Regions from separate parts of the Sus scrofa genome. Here region 1 is linked to region 2. The links are chromatin contacts, called in public targeted proximity ligation maps. All regions are on one chromosome and are shown on one strand. The core of a region is the stretch at or near the end of the contact, and the rest is flanking DNA. Distances in the headings are between cores, read along the strand shown. Region 1 holds the start of GLIS2 (zinc finger protein GLIS2). Region 2 holds the start of NUDT16L1 (protein syndesmos).

Region 1 (6,044 bases), core at 1,627-4,126, 320 kb before region 2:
TTAATCTTCACAACAAACTCAGAAAGGAGATACTGGGAGTTCTCATCGTGGCTCAGGGGTTAACGAATCTGACTAGCATCCATGAGGATGCAGATTCGATCTCTGGCCTTGCTCAGTGGGTTCAGTATCCGGCGTTGCTGTGAGCTGTGGTGTAGGTCGCAGACGAGGCTCAGATCCTGTGTTGCTGTGGCTGTGGCGCAGGCCGGCAGGTGTAGCTCCGATTTGACCCCTAGACTGGGAACCTCCATATGCCACAGGTGCAGCCCTGAAAAGCAAAAAAGCAAAAAACCCCAAAAAACAAAAAACAAAACGAAAAAAGAAAGGAGATACTACTATTTACCATCCAAATGTGGGAATCCCAAGTCAGAGTTCTCACTGGGAGCAACGTGCTTGTCCATGAAAACAAATGTAAGCGGAACAACAAATGAGAAAAGTCCTCGCAGGTTAAGGTTTCTTACCGTTGGGTCCCCTCGTGGTGCAGACGCCTTTGGATTTCACTTGAATCAGTGGTAAGACCCATACGGACAAGACTGGCTAGTTCGATCTGCCCCCACTGACTCGCAGGGGCTTCATCTCTGTCGCCACCACCGCAGTGCTTGGCATCCTGTGTGCATTCCATAAGCATTTTGGATGCTAGTCAGATTCATTTCCGCTGAGCCACAACGGGAACTCCCGTCAGCATTTTCTTTTTTTTTTTTGGTCTTTTTCGAGGACGCACCGGCAGGCAGCGTATGGAGATTTCCAGGATAGGGGTCAAATCAGAGAAACAGAGCTGTAGCTGCTGGCCTTCGTCACAGCTCGCTGAGCCACGACGGGAACTCCCCATAAGCATATAAAACTAGCCCCTTGTGTACCTTTTTTCCATACACCTGTATTCCCCCTGGGCCGGAGTCAGGTGACTCCAAGGTGGGACCAAGTGAGGCCACAGGCTGCTGGGTGGCAATGGAAGCTGAATCACTGCAATCCCAGACGCCGGAAGGGGGCGCTCTGCAGCCCTCAGCCTCTGCCTCTCCCCACACCCTGGCTGGTGTTGGGACCCAGAGAGTCGGCCCTTAAGAGCCCCCTCCTAGAAGGTGCTAGGTCCCATGGCTGGCCTTCCCCCCATGGACCATCTGCCGGCTAATGTTTAACCCGGCCTCACTCCACATTATCCACAGGAGGGAAACTAGGGTGCGGTGAGGGCAGGGAAGGTCACCTCCAAATAGCTGCCTTTCAGGACTACTGGCCTTTCATGTATCACCCAACAGCTCAGGAGCACCTGCTCTATCTATTCAGGCAACAGTCATGAGTACCTAGTAAGTGTCCATTCATACAACTCCCCTATGTATCCATTTGCCCGCAAATTAACTAGCATCTACTGTGTCCATGTAACAGCTCATGAGCACCTAGTATGTGTTCATTCAAGCAGCAGTCATGAGCACTACTATGCATATGTGCCTTGAGATGTACTGAGCACCTACTCTGTGTCCATTCGCAAAGTATGTACTGCAGGAGCACCTACTGTGTGCCAAAAGCTCTGTGCCAGGCACTGAGGCTGCAGTGTGATCAAGACCCAGGTGCTTCAGGCTCTGGCGGGGGACGGGCATCATCAACAACATGACTGAAGGCAGAATTACACCCGCAGTCCTATGTCTCACCTACAGAGGATGCTTTTTGTCTCCTGGACTCCTCGAGGCCAACTGGGAGGCGGCAAAGTTGCCTAACAGCAGGAGGGCTGTTTTTGAACCAAGATTTGCCACCAGACAGCAGAGCGGCAAGAAGATGAGAGGGCGGGGGCTCCGGGTTGGCCCAAACAAAAACACACTCAAGGTCGTTAGTCTGGGGTTCAGCCTCAGTAGGTAGAAATCACCTTCGTCCGGTGCGGGTGCTGGCCTTTCTCACTCGCGTGTATCCGCTCATTCCACTTCCTAATCGCCAGCACCGGAGGGTCAGTCCCGGCGCGATCAAGGACCCCCGCCGCTCTCGGGGTGACGATGTAGGCCGTCCGAATGGCGGGGCCTCAGACTGGGGCGGGGCCTCCTCCTCATTCCCCGGGAAGGAAACTGAGGCGGAGGGCAAGGCGGGCAACAGCCCGACGTCGGACGGGAAGGAGGGGCTGAGGCTGGCCTCGAACCCTGGCTTGCGCCTCCCCAAATCCGGAGCCGGGGGCTTCTGCCCGCCGGGCGCTGCCCGCGCGTTCCTGGAACTGGGCTGGGCGGAGAAATCAGGGCCTGCAGAGAGACATTCCTGCCTCCTCCCCGCCGCCCGGGGCCGCGGGGGGCCTGGCCAAGGTGACCCCGCGGGAGGGAGGCGAGGGGCCTCCGCCCCCTCTGCCGCCGCGACCTCCTCCATCTCCCCGGTCTCCGGGGCTTTTCCTCTGGGCCCGCACGCCCTCCCTCCGGTCCTCCTCCGCGCGCCGCCCCTCTCCGGGCTTCCCCGAGGGCGGGACGTCCCGCCCCACCGCCACCCCCAGGCCACCTCCTAGGCCGTGTCCTAGCGCTGCCCTCGGGCCGGGGGCGGGGCCGCGCGGGGGCGGGGGGGCGACACCCGAGGATGGGGCCGAGGAGGACTCGAGCAGTTCGGCCGCGGCCGGGCGCCCCTCCCTCCCGGTGCCCGCTCCCCTGGCCGCGCCACCCTCCCTTCCTCCCCTCCCCCGGCCCAGCGCCGGCTCCCGGCTGCCCCCTCCCCCGACGCGCACACCCCGCCTGGCAGCTGGCGCCCCGGGCCTGGGGCCGCGGCGGCGAGAGGGGTTTGCTGGGAGGGCGGGAGGGAGGGAAGCAGCGGGGGAGGGAGGCGGGAGGGAGGCCGCCCCCCGCGCCCCTCCTCCTCCCCCCTCCTCCGCGGGCCGCCGGTCCCTCCTCCCGCCGCCTCCCTCCTCCCTCCTCCCTCCCTCTCTAAGACATCCCCGCACGGCCCGGCTGCCGCGGCCACCTTCCCTGCCCGAGCTGCAGATGTGGCGGAGCGGCCGGGCGCCGGGCGGCCGTGCCAGGGGAGCCCGCGCCCGGTGAGCCTCGCGCCCTGGCCCCCGCCCGCCCGGCCCCTTCCCCCGCTCGCTCCCCCGCCGCCCCCAGACCGCCGGAGCCCGGAGCCGGGAGCCCAACCGCCCCCGCCGCCGAGGTAGGAAGCCCCCGGGTGTCGCGCCGTGGGGACGGGGATCGTCGGCGGGGCGGGGGGGGGCTGGCCTGTCGCTCGGGGGCTGCAGGACCGGAGGGTCGCCTCCGCCTCCCGCGTCCGCGCCTCACCGCGGGCCATTGTGAGCCCTCGCCCGGGCCCCTGCGCTCGCTCCCTCGCTCGCTGGCTCGCGCGCTCCCTCCCTCGCCGGCTCCCCGGCCCCGTCCCTCCGTTTCTCTGTCTTTCTCCTCCCTCCTTCCCTCCCTCCGTCCGGAGGCCGGCTGAGCCGCGGCCGGGCCCCGGGCCGGAGCAAACTTCGGCGGGGAAGTTGGGCGGCCGTGGTCTGGGCGCGCTGCGGGGCGAGAGGCCCTCCCACCCCGGGAGCCTGGGCACGAAGTTGTCTGGGGCAGCCGGGCAGCCACCTCTTCCCACGGCGGCTGTTTCTAGGAAGAGGGTGGAAAGGTGTCTCCTCCCTGGTCCAGGAAAGTCTTCTCCTGCTGCCCCTGGTTAGCGGCGGCCTTCCTGGGGCCAGGGGAAGGGAGGCCTCTGGGGGCCAGGGCCAGGAGCCGGCGTCCTGTCCAGCACTTGTTCCTCCCCTGCTGTCTGGGTGCTAGCAGAAGGGCCGGGCCGAGTGGTGAAGGCAGGGTTGGCCAACCCGCCTGAGGGAGGGTCTGGAGGGAGCGGGAGGAGGGGGCAAGGCAGGTGCATCCCGGAGGAGGAGATGCCTGCGCCTGCTTCCCCGCAGGCCCCCTGGGATGGAGCTGGAATCCAGGCTGGCACCTGGAGGTCCTGGCACACTGCCCTGGCCAGCCGGGTACTCAGGCCACAGCAGGGCAGCATGCCGCTTTTCTGCCTGTCCAGGAGGGCCCGCCTGGCCGGCCACCCTGGGCAGTGATGGTTGCAAGGAGCTGCCCAGCCCTGCCTTGGGGCCTGGGAAGCGGGAAGGGATCCTGGGAGGAGCCCTGGGCCCCCAGCCATCACAGCCCAGGATCTTGGCTCTGAAGGGAACGCTTGACACTGAGGGGGCAGCCAGGCCAGCTGGGGACCTGGCCAAGGCCTGGGCTCCCGTGGTTCTTGGCCTGGGCCAGGTTCAGGGCCTCAGCTGTGGTCCTTGCAGGCGGCCATCTGAAGGACCTACATGCCTGGTCGTGGCATCCTGGAGGGAAGGTGAGGCTTAGCCAGCAGCTGCGGAAGACAGGGAGACAGTCTGCTCTGCAGAGCCTTCCTCAGCTCCCAGGCTCAGGGAAAGGGAAACTGGCCCCTTCGCTGTGCCCACCCGTCCAGCCCTCCCCAATCCCCGCACCAGTGCCATGGTGCCACAGCTGTTCCAGCCCAGCTCACAGGAGCCTCCCCTCTGCTCCTCCTTCTCCCCTCTGGGCCCAGCCTGGGCCTCCCAGCCGGCCCTGGCCGGCACCGGGCGAGGGGCTGCACCTGGGGGCCCCTCCCAGGACACCCCTTTCTGTGCTCTAGCCCAGCCCATTTCACGGGCCAGCCTGGCTTGGCCCTGTCTGCAGCCAGGCAAGCAGGAGGCAGTGCCAGGGGTTTGGGCACCTTTTATAGGGGCTGAGGACCCTGTGGAAGCAGCCCTGTTTTCCTTCTAGCCCCTTGCCCTCCCCCTCCTTTCCGGAGCTGCCATTAGCGGTGACCCTCTGACCCCCAGGCCAGCCCGCCCTTCCCTGTCTGTGACCTTTGACCTTTGATGTTAAATCCCTCCAGCTGGGGCTCTTTGGCCCCTGAGTGACCCTGGTACAGGACCCTGGGGGGGCCTCTCCCTGCTCCTGGCTCTCCACCCAGGGACACCTGCCAGTCCCTCCCTCACTGATGGGGAGGAGGTGCCCCAGAAAGCCAGACAGTGAGTCACCCCACTTCCAGGCACCACTGCTTTTGGGGTCAGTGGCTTTGGGGGATTCGCTGGAGCTGGGCCATGGCTTGGAGGGTGAGTGGGAAAAGCCCCTGGCCTGGGAGTCTGATGTCCTGGATTCAACTTCTGGCTGCACCACCAACTCCCAAGGGTCCTTGGGCCAGGCGCCTCCCCTTTCTGGATCTCAGTTTCCTCCTCTGTGAAACCAAGGGGTCAGACTTGGGGAGCTTCCTGAACTGCAGAGTCCATGGGAGTCCACGGAAGACAGGCGGGGGGGGGGGTGGGGTGCTGAGAGGGGGTTGAGGCCAACAAAAGCCAACTCTCAATTATCCGTGGGTGGAGCCAGTATGAATAACTGGATGCCACAGACATCCAGAAACCTCATTTTAAACAATCGTGTGAACTGCGTCCCCCCAAAGCTTTTGTTGTTTCTGAAAAGCCCAGCTGCAAATGGGGCAGCCCCAGCGATGCCTTCTGCCTGGGCTCCCCTCCTTGCTGGGAGTGCCCGCAGACGCGACAGGGCTGATGGGGCCACCTGGTCCCAGGGGAAGACAGGGCTCTGCCAGGGCCCCTCCCTGGGCTTGTCGGAGGGCCTGGACCCCTGGCTCCACCGTGCAGCTCCCCCTCCCGCCGCTCCCTTCTCCCCTCTTTTCCTGGCCTGGCCTCGGGCGGTCCAGGCAGTGGGAGTGTCGTCTGCCACCTACCCCTCTGGGGCCGGGCTTCGGTACAGAAGGAGGAAGGTTCTCCTGACAACCTCCACCCCTGTGCATTTCCATCTACCCTCATTCGCCTGGAATCCGAATTTCCCACTTGGGCGAGGGGGCGGGGCAGCGTTTGGGGCAATCCCAGGATGAGGGAGGGTGGCGACAGCTGTGGCCGGGGGACCAGATGTGGGACTGGGGTGTGCAGCTGAGCTCTTTGGGAGGCATTTGGGGTGGGGCCTCTGGCGCTGAGAGGCCCGGGGGGGGGGGGGCGGCGGTGGCAGCTCCGGGCTCTGTCCTCTGTGCAGGGTTCCCCCCCAGGTTTCCGTGCCCCAGGGCAGCCGAAGAGGCCCCTCAAATGTGGGCTGCCGTGGCGGGGCCCCGAGCTGGGT
Region 2 (6,220 bases), core at 3,495-5,994:
CGTGGCCGCGGCCAGTCCAGCGCCCCTGCTGACATCTACCTGCCAGGTAACAGCGCTCAGCGGATGGGCCTTCTGGGCCTGGGGAGGGGCCGTGCTGTGCCTCTGGAGCTGGCGCTGTTCTGTCTGCTCCTCCTCCTTCCAGAGACCCCCAGAACATAGCCAGGCTGCGTCCTGTCACCCTGCAGCCCCTGGCTCTTTGGCTCTTTCCCGCCCCGGAGCCAGTTCAGCCTTGGAAAGGTGGGAAAGGCTTCTCGTTGACGGCCAGACGGGCAGGTCCAGTCCCACTGGCACCGCTGTCATCCTTCCTCCGTGGGCCGGGGGCTGCTCAGCAGCAGGACCTCTGCCCCCGGGCTGACAGGCTCTCTGGTCCTGGGTGAAGCAGCAGGTCCGGGCCAGGGCACGGGACACGGGCAGGGCACCAGGTACCAGCGAGGCCTGGGGGCAGGGGCCGGGTCTTGCTTTTCCTCTCACCTCTTCCGTGGCCTCTGGGCCCTGCTCCACTGTGTCAGGATCCTCAGATTTGAGTCCTGGGCTCCAAAGGCGGGGGATGGGAGTTGGGGGCTCGCAGGCTAGTGCCTGGGCTGCTGGGACACTAGCCGAGGCCCTGGCGTCAAGGCAGCCGCTGCGTGGCCCTCAGACCTGGTCCTGCCTCATGGCGGGACGTCTCTTCTCCTTGCCCCACCTGGCCTGGGAGCCCCCACGGCCTGGTCCTCTGGCCCGGGGACGGGTGGGAGTGGGGCTGGGACCTGCTTTGGTCTGAATGGGCCTCTTGTCTGTGTGCCTCAGCGCAAGCAGCAGCCTCTGCAGACGGTGTGAGGGAGGGGGCAACACTGGCTCACTCGCCAAAGGGGCCAAGTGTGAAAGCTTGTCAGGAGCTTAGAGTAACAAAGTTCCAGTGAGTTCTTTCAGAGGACTCGGTAATTCATGATGGTGAAGACCTGCTTGGGGGCTGGGGGGCAGGAGAGGGCCTTGGTGCCCTGGAGCCACAAGTGTGTGTCCTGAACCTGCAGGGCGGCCCCTGGCCCCCTTGGGGTGACCACCTTTGGCCTCCGAGGTGCCACCCCTCACTTGTCGCCCCTCCAGTGGCACACAGAACGTTCAGGTGTCTGCAGGGCAGGGCAGGCCACGGCCCACAGGGAGGCCCCCGGTGAGACAGGACCTCTGGCTCTCTGGCACAGGCGAGTGTTCATGGCCTTTATGTCCACACGGCGGTGGAGGAGAGAGGAGAGACCACCGCGGCCAAAGGCTGGTGGCCGGGCCCCCTTGTAGCTCCTGGGCTAGGCCGCCGGCTCTGCGCACTGCGGGGCCTGGATGGGGCTGGCTCTGGATGCGGGAGCAGAGCAGGCTGTGTCCACGCCCCGCGAGCACAGGGGTGGCGGGCACGCAAAGCGCTGTGAGTCGCACACGTCGGCGCCCTCCTTCCTCCCAGATCTTCTGCTTGGTGCAGACCCCGAACCCCTCCCACTTGGGCGTGTGTTTTTAAGAACGCAGCACGCGCGGGGCTCCACTCCTGTTACCCACCGCGCGGCGGCGAAGTTAGGGACTCTGAGAGCGCCCCCGGCCCCAGTGGATGGGAAAGGGAGGGGGGCGGAAAGGCCGCGGTCGGACGCCAGCTGTCCCCGCCCCCGAGGGTGGGGCGCTTCCGGGCTCCGCCCCAACTGGCCCCGCCCCCTTCCCCGCGAGGTCCCTGGGCCGAGTGCCTGCGCGTCAGTCTCCGCTGTGTCAGCACAGGCTTGTGTGGGCGTCTGTTTGCATCATACGCTGTCCGCTCCGCCCGCCCGGGCATCTCGCCTGCAGCGGTGCCTCTGCCCCGGGGAGCACTGTTCCCTCCGAGCGCTTTGCTAACCGAGCTTCCATCTCTCTCCTCCTCCGCGCAGCCCTGGGGCCCGGCTCCTGCTCCGGTGCTTTAGAGGAGTAAGCTGGTACGTGACGCCTTCGCACGCGGGGCGGGGGGCTCTGCACGCGGCCTTGGCGGGGAGCCCGAGAGAGGACCCCGTTGCCCTCCTCTCCTGCCCCGCCAGGGGTCCTTCCCGTCCGGGGGCTTCTGCCCGTCTGGGGTCTTCCACATCTGTGTCTTCTCCGGGCCCGGGCTTCTGAGTCCAGGGGCCTGCCTCTGGCTTCCCGAGCCGGAGGCCTTCCCGTCTGGACCCGGTGGCCCGGGCAGGCCGCGGCTGACGTCCGACTTGTCCCCCCACCCGCCGGGGAACCTCCCGGCGCACTCTGAGGGCGGCCGGTGCGGGGCCCCGTGAGATTGTCTTGCCCCCTCCAAGGAGGCGCCTTCTCCCCGGGCGGCTGTACAGAAGGCAGATCCCCAGGGTGCCCCCACAACAGGCAGGCGCCTGCGGACCCCCGCCCTGCTGGGACGCAGGGGGGTGGAGGACCTGGGGGTGGAGGTTTCCGGTGTCCTGTCCGCTGCCCGAGCCAGGCCCGCGTCTGCCCTCCCTGCGACCCGCTCTGTCCGTTCCCGTCTTCCTTCAACGCTTCTCGGACTGGTCTGACCCCCTGTTGAAATAGGACCTGACACATGCATGCAGGTGGCCCCAGCCTCATGGTGGTGTCACTTAGTAAAGATCCTGGAGGTAGGAAGCGGGTCACACGCAGCCGCCCAGGGCGCTGTTCCCCTGGCAGAGCTGGCTTCCCACGTGCAGCCACAGCCTCTAAGAAAGCAGTCCCTTCCCCAAGTCACTGAGGGTCTGTCCCAGGCCGCGAGGGCTCCTTTGTTCGCCATTTGAAGCCGCCCCAGAGCCCGGGTCAGCGGGCCCTGTGAGCTGTGCTGTTCCTGTCGCACAAGCACTCCGGGGGCCTGAGCCCCTCGCAGGGTCCTGGAAGCAGCTGGGGGGCGGGGACAGCAGAGGCCCCTGAGCCAGGCCAGCTGGGGCTGCGCTGGGCCCTGCTGGGCACTCAGACCCCACTGTTCCCTCCACCTGGGTCAGCTGAGCCCCAGCCGAGCCCAGCGGGAAGGCACTGCGGGACAGCGGCCCCCAAGAGCCGGGGAAGCACAGAGAGGGCCGGGTGGGGGACCCAGGGTGGCTGCCCCAGGCACCCCATTGTCTTCTGATGCAGGGCTGCGGCTCTTTGCTGCGACAGACAGCCCCCCGGGGCCCTCTGGGTGCCCAGCCACGGACACAGGGTCAGCCGGAGAGAAGCCCGAGCCCAGCGGGTCAGGGGAGCGGGGTGTCAGGACAGTTCGGCCCAGCGTGACCCCCCTCCCTGTCCCCCTGCCCGCAGGATGGTCCACCTCCATGGAGACGCCCCGCAGCCTGCACACCACCGGGCCCCCCCGGCCTCCACTTGGTGGCCCCAGTCCTGACCCTGGGGCCGCCGAGCTGACCCCACTCTGAGAGCCTGGCCTGGCTCCCCGGACTTGGCCGAGGGCCGTGGACTCCAGCGCAACCCCTGGCCTCTCCAGTCTGCAAGTTCTGCGTGGTCACTGGCTGCGAGGAGCTGTGTGACCCTTGACCGAAGAGCACAGTTGACTGTCCCCTCTGACGACCCTTTTTCTACAGTCCATGTATTTGTAAATGGTACAAGATGAAGGACAGTGGCTTTCTGTCCCGGGCGCTGAGCTCTGGGTCCTTCCCAATGCCCCGGGGCCGGGCACCCGTGTGCAGCCTCACCCAGCCCCCGAGCCGTGGCGGCCGATGCCCGGGAACTGAGGGACACGCTGGAGAAGAGGAGTTCCTGGGCGGTGAGGTGCTGCCTTCACGGGGACGCGCGGGGCCCCTGGAAGGAGAGGAGGTGGGGTCTGAGTCTCAGGCCGGGAAGGAGACTGCCCCTGCCCTCCCCCTGCACAGCTTGGCGAGGCTCGGCCAGGTTTGGGTCTGGGCATGGGCGGTGTGGTGCCTGAGAGCCCTTCCCAGCGGCAGCTTTGCCCACGGCACCAGACCCTCTGGGCCGGGGCTCTGCTCGGCGAGCGGCACGCCATCACCTGCTCTGGAAGGCGCTGGTGGCTTCTCTGCTCCCTCTGCCGTAGATGGCACTGAGAATTTGCTTTGATTTGTTCCCGTCTGGGGCTCCTGTGGCGGGATGTCCCTGGGGACGAGGGCCCCATGTGAGGTGACCTCGCCTTCTCTTAAAGACAAACTTGCGGGCAACAGAAAGGCAGACAGCGTGCTTGGCCCTGGTGCCTCTGGATGAGAGCTGCCCCAGTGGGACCTTAGCCTGGCGGCGGCGGGTCTGCACTCCCCGTGCCAGCGCTTTCCTAGCAGGTGGGAAGGATGGTGCTGGGCAGCCGACCACACAGCCTGAGGCTCTGATGAGTGGGGTGCTCGGAATGGGCGCCTCCTTCTCTCTCCAGTTGAGCCTATGAACAGAGGCCACACTGCAGGCGCCCTGCCTCCCGTCCTGCCCGCCGTGTGCTCGTGGGTGCACAGATGCCACACACGCACATGACCGTCTCCCTCTCCTCACCCCTCTCCTCTCACTGGCCAACACCCCCCGCCTCTCACCATTGGTTTTGGGGCCAGTAACTGAAGGGCGGGGTGCAGACTGGCCTGTCTTGGACTTAACACGTGCTACCATTTGATGTACTCTGATTGGCTAGTTTTTGTTCGTTTTTACTGTATATTTATAGTAATAAAATCATGCAGCAATATCCTATTCGCTTTTCCCTCCATGCACAGCTCCACAGGACTGGGTTGTTTCTCGGGAGGCAGGACAGCTGAGTGGCAGCTCTGACACACTCAGAGCAGCGCAAGTGCCTGCTTGTGGCTGCAGCCACTGTTCCCTCATGTGTGATGTGACATAGGACTTCCGGGAGGGCGTGAGTGCTGCTGCTTGTTATTCTTGGGGTCGGCATTATGCTGATTGTCGGGTTGGAGCAAAGGGGAGGGACCCTTGGGACTTGGCTCTGTTTCCTGAGCAGGTGGAAGAGCCCAGGCCTCCAGCTATGCAATTGCTTTGGCCGTAGCCGTCGCTAGTTCCTCTTGCCGCCGTGAACTGAGTGCCTGCTGTGCCAGCAGAAAGCAGAAGGCGCCAGGCCCCTGGGAGCCTGCGTTCTAGTCAGTGAGATGCTACGCAAGTGATTCAGGTCTAACCACATGTGATTACAGTTAGGAAGGGGGTCGGTGGCTAACGAGGTGGTGCTGATTTAGCCTGTGTTTGGGGAGGGCTTCTGTGATACGTTTCAGCTGAGCCCTAAAGGATGCCAAGGAGCTGGGCCTGGAAGAGCACCCCAGGCAGCTGGCTCAGCAAGTGCAAAGGCAGGAGTGGGTCTACTGTGTCCACGGAGTGGCTGAAGTGTCAGAGCTGGGGTGTGGGGTGCAGACACTTTGTGGGGGCCCAGTTTTGCCCTAGGAGCAATTGGAGGCTGCTAAGCAAGGGAGCGACTTTCTCCAGCTGTCCTCGGGGGAAATGGATTGGAGGGCAGGTTTGGCTGCCAGGACGCTGGAGCCCAGCTGGGGCCCTCTGCTCAGCCTGAGCTCCCCTGACCAGCAAGCAGCCTCTGCATGGGGAGAGGCTGGTGCCCCAGCACGCCCACTGCAGCACTGCCCGAACCACGGCCAGCCAGCAGTGCCCTCTGACTCAGGCACTCAAGGGTGGAGCCAGCCTTCCTAGCTGGCCTGGCCCTGCCCCAGGGAAGGCCTGCCAACCTCGGGGGTCCCCGGTCTGCCACGGTCTCGGTGTGGAAAAGGCCTTTCAGTCACACAGGTTTTTGCATTGGCTGCACTGGGTCTCCCACCACGGGCCCACCTCCTTTATTAATGCCTGAGGCGAGCCTTCAAACACCTTTATTTATTAATGCCTGGGTCCTTCCCTTCAAACACCTTTAGTCTCCCTAGAGTCTGGCCTCCCACTGCCAGCTGCGGCTGCCTCCCTGCTGCGGCAGCCCCAACCCTGGCAGAGGACCACGCGGGGGGAAAATGGAGCTTGGGCTACCTGATGGAGTGAGTAGCACCACAGAACCCGGGGGAGCCTGCTGCTCTGCCGCAGCTGCTGTTTCTGATGCTCCGGAGCCGTAGTGCCTGCCTTCTCCGGTACAGACGCTGGTAAGTGACTCAGGCCCTCGTCCCCAGAAGCTGCACGGTTTTCTGCGCGGACACTGGGTAGGAGAGGTGGAATTCGAGGGTAGGATCCTGGCTCTCACAAACTGCTGGGTGCCCTCAGGCAAGTCCCGTTCATCTGAGCCCCAGGTTCCTAAAGGGGGGAGTACCTGGCCTATATGGCCCCTGACACGGGTATTTGGGCGCTGCGCTGGGAAGCTCCCTGCCCGGAATCTAAA

Evidence for each region.
Region 1: a targeted proximity ligation map of skeletal muscle shows a contact between it and region 2, with 2.4 times the contacts expected there. A contact is called at or near these places in 1 of 47 Hi-C or Micro-C datasets (liver) and 1 of 2 datasets of targeted methods (skeletal muscle).

Annotation. Positions count from the first base shown.
Region 1 is chr3:38,015,558-38,021,601 of Sscrofa11.1, reverse strand. It overlaps GLIS2 (zinc finger protein GLIS2), which reads left to right and starts at 2,876. Exons shown (of 7, transcript XM_005662179.3): 1 at 2,876-3,096.
Region 2 is chr3:37,693,177-37,699,396 of Sscrofa11.1, reverse strand. NUDT16L1 (protein syndesmos) reads left to right here and starts at 4,744. Exons shown (of 4, transcript XR_002342434.1): 1 at 4,744-6,220. MGRN1 (E3 ubiquitin-protein ligase MGRN1) reads left to right here. Exons shown (of 17, transcript XM_021086677.1): 15 at 1-46; 16 at 1,878-1,922; 17 at 3,229-4,594. The coding sequence ends at 1,918.